Regions from separate parts of the Macaca mulatta genome. Here region 1 is linked to region 2. The links are chromatin contacts, called in public Hi-C maps. All regions are on one chromosome and are shown on one strand. Each heading gives the region's core, a stretch centred on a gene start, on an enhancer-like site or on the middle of the called end of the contact. The rest is flanking DNA. Distances are from core to core; before and after follow the strand shown. Region 1 holds the start of TGFB3 (transforming growth factor beta 3). Region 2 overlaps TTLL5 (tubulin tyrosine ligase like 5).

Region 1 (2,878 bases), core at 367-2,866, 280 kb after region 2:
TAATTTGGGGCAGGTACTCTTCTTCCCAATAACTGGAAAAACTGAAACGGAGACGTGTCACAACGAGTTGTGAAAAGCAGGGAGAAGACCAAGGTCTCCACACTGAGAACTGTAAGGGCTCCTGACAGAGCCGGCCTTCCCCTTTATGGCACCCAGATGCTTACAGTTACTGATATGATCGCATGTGCAAGAATACATATGTTTCCCTGGACAGCACAATGTAATTCCAAATTAAAATCAGTCAAGGATGTGATGTGAGTTCAGCAAGCCGCTCAGCTCCAGGGCTCCTGGCCTCCCAGAAGCACCGGCTCTTAACAGAATGGCTCTATGTCCTTCCCCACCCACCTCCCCAGCCCCAACGGAGGAGCATCGCACCTCCTGAGCCTTGGTGCTAGTGAATCCTGGGGCACCCTGCTGTGTGGCCAGCACTAGGCCCCGCTCTGCAGAGCTCCCAGCTCCAGTTCAGACCCTCCAGAGCAGACACCCCAGCGAGAATTTGGACTTACTGTGCTCCGCCAGCCCCTGGATCATGTCGAATTTATGGATTTCTTTGGCATAGTATTCCGACTCGGTGTTTTCCTGGGTGCAGCCTTCCTCCCTCTCCCCATGCATCTCCTCCAGCAGCTCCCGGGTGCTGTTGTAAAGGGCCAGGACCTGATAGGGGACGTGGGTCATCACCGTTGGCTCAGGGGGGCTGGTGAGCCTGAGCTTGCTCAAGATCTGTCCCCTAATGGCTTCCACCCTCTTCTTCTTGATGTGGCCGAAGTCCAAGGTGGTGCAAGTGGACAGAGAGAGGCTGACCGAGGCAAAGTTCAGCAGGGCCAGGACCACCAGAGCCCTTTGCAAGTGCATCTTCATGTGTGAGCTGGGAAGAGAGGCCAGGGGGACGGCGAGGCCTGGAGAGGAAGAGACCCCAGCAGACGTGCAGAAGGAGGGAGGAAAACCAGGCGGCCTCCCCAGATCCCAAAGACTGAGGCTTGGCAAGAAGGTGCATGAACTCACTGCACTGCGAGAGCTTCAGGACTTCCAGGAAGCGCTGGCAACCCTGAGGACGAAGAAGCGGACTGTGTGCCTTGTAGTGCTGGGATTCTTGTCCATGTGTCTAAACAGGTTTTGCTGGGCTCTGACTCCCAGCAGGCCAGGTGGAGGGCAACCAGAGGGCTGGGAGGGGTGGCAAGGCAGCTGGGAGTGGGAAGGGAGCTGGAGTTTTTCCTTAGGTAAAAATAAATAGAGCGGATATCTGATATTGCCAAACGCCGCTTGGCGATGGGGAGAAAGTGGGTATTTTAAAGAAGGAGCAGAAGGACCATGGCTGGGTCCCAAAATCAAAATCCTTGCCTTGCCTTGAAGGAAAATAAGAAAAGAGAATGGAAAAGAAAAGGGGGAAAAAAAAGGTTAAAAAAAAAAAAAAGTCAGATCACCAGTGAGTAGGTGGGGAGAGGCAGGGCCGCGCAGTTGCTGGCCCAGCTAAAGGTGGGGGCAGTACAGGACACACTTGTCTCTCAGGCACTCCATTCATGCTTTCTCTTTTGTTTACACTTCCTCGGGGGCTTTCTAAATGACTTTGTTCACGCTGCCTCTCGTCTTCATTGGCTGGGGTGTGGGGTTATGTGCATTGGAAGGCAGGGAGGCAGGCCTCTGAGCGCAGCAGCCTCAATCATCCACTCAGACGCCCAGGGTCACCAGCACCTCGGCTTGTCTTCTGCCTCGGCCATTGCTTCTGTCCCCTGCTTCTCTTTAAAAAATAAAAAGGAGAAAAATAAAATAAAATAGAAGCCAGTTCACGGCACGCCTGCTCCGGAAAGCTGTTATTCCTTCTCTCGCACGCCTCTTCCCCTGTCTCTGCCTCTCTCGCTCATTCCCTTGGACTTGACTCTCTGCTTCCCTCCCTTTCTCTCTCTCCCTCTCCCTCTCGCTCCTCTCCCTCTCTCACACACACACATGCACACACACTGCTTTCTCTATTTCTCTCTGCTGAAATTTTATACCTCCCTCCCATGACGTCTCTGGCCTGGGGTGGGGGAGGGAGGGACCAGCGCACGCAGCCTCTTTTGCTGCACGATGTTAATGTTTTAAACAGGCACAGGAAAAGCCGAGCCCATTTGAAAAATACGTTGCGAGTCCTCTCGTTCGACGTGGTAGCTGAACTTTTTTTCCCCTCTTGGAATCACTCCTGCTACACGTTGGCTGTTTTTCTGGAAAGTTACTCCGATGAGCCCCCTCCCTCCATTTCCCCCAGCCCCAGCGCCCTCTCGCCAGCTGTCAGTCCGCGCCGTCCGCGGCCGGCGTCTACTCTCCCTCGTGGTCCCCCGGTCCCGGGGTCGCCCCCGGGCCAGGCCCGACCCGGGGCAGGGTCCGCAAAGGGCGCGGGACCCGGTAGGGGCGGCCGTGCCAGCCTCGCGGAGGGGACTCCCGGCCTGCGAGTCGGGTCGGAGGGTCAGCGTCCGCTCCGCGGCGATCCTGGCCCGATTCTTCATTGACAAGATCGGAGTCGGGAGGCGGGCAGAAGCCTGGAGATGCTCCAGGGGCAGTGAAAAATGGTGGCGTTTTCCGGAAGATCGAGGGTGCCCTCTGGCGAGGCGAGGCCGCCAGTGAAGGAGCTCGGCTCGTCGGGAGCCGGGGAGGCTCGGGGCCTGGGGCTGGGGGGCGGGAGAAGGGGCTGCGGTAGAGAGCGAGAAAAACAAGACCCGGGCCCCGAGGAATCGCCTCCCTCTCGGTCCCACGTGCGCACGAGCGCACCTCTCCCTCCCCAGCCGCTGCTCCGGAGCCGCTCTCGCAGAAATGTCATCCAGATGTTCAGCCTCCCTCCCCGCCGAGGGCTCCGCAGGGAGCTGCGCCAGCGAGCGCGAAGTCAGCAGTTGGCCCGAGCCCATTTCCC
Region 2 (2,700 bases), core at 1-2,500:
TTTCTTTTCCTTTTTGTGTGTATTGGGGATAAAGTGGCCTCAAGTTCCAGTCTCCTCTATCAGATTTCTATACCCACATGTCTACTGGCCTCACTGTTCTAAATGCTGTTTGTTAATTATCTGATTCTGATTCCTTGGCTGATCCCTGATCTTCATGTTTGTTGACTACAAGCTTGGAAATTTGCAGGAGCTTCCTTGAGAAGATCACTTTGATCTCTTTTGGACTTTTCTGGCTCCTTTTACTTTTTTCTAGCTTTAATATCATTTCATTCTTTTGAAAATATTCTTTCTATCCTTCCACTGGAACTCTGGAAGGGCAGGGGTAGGTAGATAAGTTGTATGTGGGACCAGAACCCCATCTTAAATTCCCCAGTTGTCTTTTCACATTGAGCTGTTTGCCATATGTGTAGAAACTTAACTTTCTGAGTGATCTTTCACATTGGAAAGTCCTTAAATTCAGGCTGGACTCAAAACGGTACCATAAACAATAATGGCCAGATCCTTCATGCCAAATAAATACAGGATCTGGTTTTGGTAGAGCAACTGCTATAGCCTCAGGCATTGGCTGCAACTTCTGTTACCTGGCCTAGGCCACTCTGGAGGCCTTTTACCCTGAGTCTCCTGTGACATAAGGTCATGGTCATATGCCTTGGCTCTGTCTCCTCTTGTCTCTGCTCTGACCTTGGTGATGAAGGCCCCTCTCCAACAGCTTTTCCTTCAGCTCTGTGCCAGGAGCTCCAGTGTTGTTTGAATCTCATAGACGGCACTAGTTTGGGTTTGGGTTTTAGCTGCCAAATGGAATTTGTTGAAAGTCAGCTATGGTACGAGTTTGCTTTTTATTTTCTTAGACATGACTCAAAAAGAATAGGATCTATTCCCAGCTCATCTGGGACTTTTTTCTTTTGGAATGCTCTTTTGCCCTAGTGATTTGTTATTTTAAAGCTAGCATCATAAAGGATAGAAAAGTTAAACTTTGCTTGGTGGAGCCGAGAACCCTGCGCCCTAACTCTTCCCTGGACGCCGAATCTCAACGGGGTGACATGTCTTTAGAGAATGTGTTTGGCAGGCTGTGTAAGAGCCTTTTTCTCCCTCCCACCTCTCCTTGGGCTGAATCCCTTGAGACCCCCTGCATAGATCAAAGTACTTGGCAGGACCTTTTGCCTTCCCCCTCCCTCTTTGTGAAGCTTTGGAATGAGTCTGATTCTTTTAGGTATTTAGTGGAAGTGCCAGACAGAAGCCTGGGAAGATGCCAGGAGGCATGAGGGGAGCTGGCAACATGCGGACATAATGGGAAAATACTCCCGTTTCACCCCGAAACTGGAATTTTACCACCTTTTACCCAGACCTGCAAACCATGTTGTTAATACTCTTCTCTCTGCTTACACAAAAGGCATAACCATCCCCTCTTTTCCATACCTGGATCCTTTCCCATGGAATATGTGACCCATTAGCCAACTGGATGAAGTAACTCTTTCCAAGGCTGCTGCCTGCTTTCCTTTTAGATTTGAGCAGGAGAGTGAGGAGAGGGAAGGCTGCGGCGAGGGTCTGGGGGCAGAACTAATGCGAGCGAGTGAGGGATTTAGGCAGTGGGGATGGAGTTGGTGTGAGGGCCAAATGGAAATATCTTCCCCTGTCTTCCCACTGGAGTGAGAGGGCCACTTATTAAAACTTCCCTATAGTAGTCATAACCTTTTGGAAACTCTCTACAAATAGCAACTTTTACCATTACGAGAACAGGATAAAGGACAGCAAAAGCATCACTTTTATGTAGCACTGAAAAGAGAAGTGTGGACCATAGATGGAAGCATCTCGGTTGGTTGACTAATGTGGTCTCATAAGGATGTGCTCTTTAACTCTAGAAATACAGCATAAAGGAACAGAGCTGTGTTTGCTCCACTCCTTCAGTAACCATGGCTAAAGGCCGTATTTTCCCAATTTAGTATATTCAGATCAAGGAGGGGAAAGAATGGATGTTTTCTGAATAAGGTATGAATTTGATTATGGAAGTCAAGTTGAGTCATCCTTGTCTCACACACGATCCATGGTAAATACAGTATTGATACATGCTCTGAGACTTGCATGTATTAGGAGAGTGTTAGGTCACTCCAGTCCCTCCTATATTTGTGAATATAATTCTGTACTCTCTTGTTTCTGTTTGCTTATATGTTTTTATCTTAGGTTTCCTCTGTTTTTCTCATTTCTCAACAAGTATTTCGGGAGTACCTACTGTGTTGTCACTCCTTAAAAGCTTTTGAGAAATTATCTTAATTATTATGTATCTCTTAATTTTCATAATACTGCTACTCAGTACTCTGAGTAGAATGGCATGTGGCAGGTCGTGATGAATGCTGTTGAACTGTGGGACTTTGTAATTAGAACCACATATATTCTGTTAAGTTTGCAGTAATCATAACTAATGTTTATTGAGCCTACCACTGTCCTTTCTAAACATAATCTCTTTTAATCCATATATGAACCCTATGAGGTAGTTAATATTTCCTTAGTAAGTGGTAGAGTCAAGGTTGTAACTCAGGTCCAGATGATGCCAGCATAGACACTCTTAATCCATACCATTCTGCTTTACGGTGACTTAATGGATACCTGAGCTTTAATCTTAAGGTCCAGTTAGAAAGACATGTTTCCAGCCAGGTGTGGTGGCTCACGCCTGTAATCCCAGCACTTTGGGAGGCCAAGGCGGGC

Evidence for each region. Hi-C and Micro-C count contacts between places; a contact is called where the count stands out from the background.
Region 1: a Hi-C map of fetal cortex germinal zone shows a contact between it and region 2, with 6 times the contacts expected there. The contact joins the promoter of TGFB3 here to the enhancer-like site in region 2. A contact is called at or near these places in 5 of 14 Hi-C or Micro-C datasets (cortical neurons, fetal cortex germinal zone, fetal cortical plate and 2 more).

The regions. Positions count from the first base shown.
Region 1 is chr7:149,187,277-149,190,154 of T2T-MMU8v2.0, forward strand. It overlaps TGFB3 (transforming growth factor beta 3), which reads right to left and starts at 1,617. Exons shown (of 7, transcript NM_001257475.1): 1 at 507-1,617. The coding sequence starts at 858.
Region 2 is chr7:148,909,196-148,911,895 of T2T-MMU8v2.0, forward strand. All of the region lies in intron 7 of TTLL5 (tubulin tyrosine ligase like 5), which reads left to right. Among named protein-coding and RNA genes, the nearest start is that of TTLL5, 40 kb to the left of the region's middle. Within about 2 kb of position 1,251, at least 1 of the 40 cell types and tissues checked has an H3K27ac peak or open chromatin away from gene starts, as enhancers often do. A contact at or near this core is called in fetal cortex germinal zone, where this site is marked.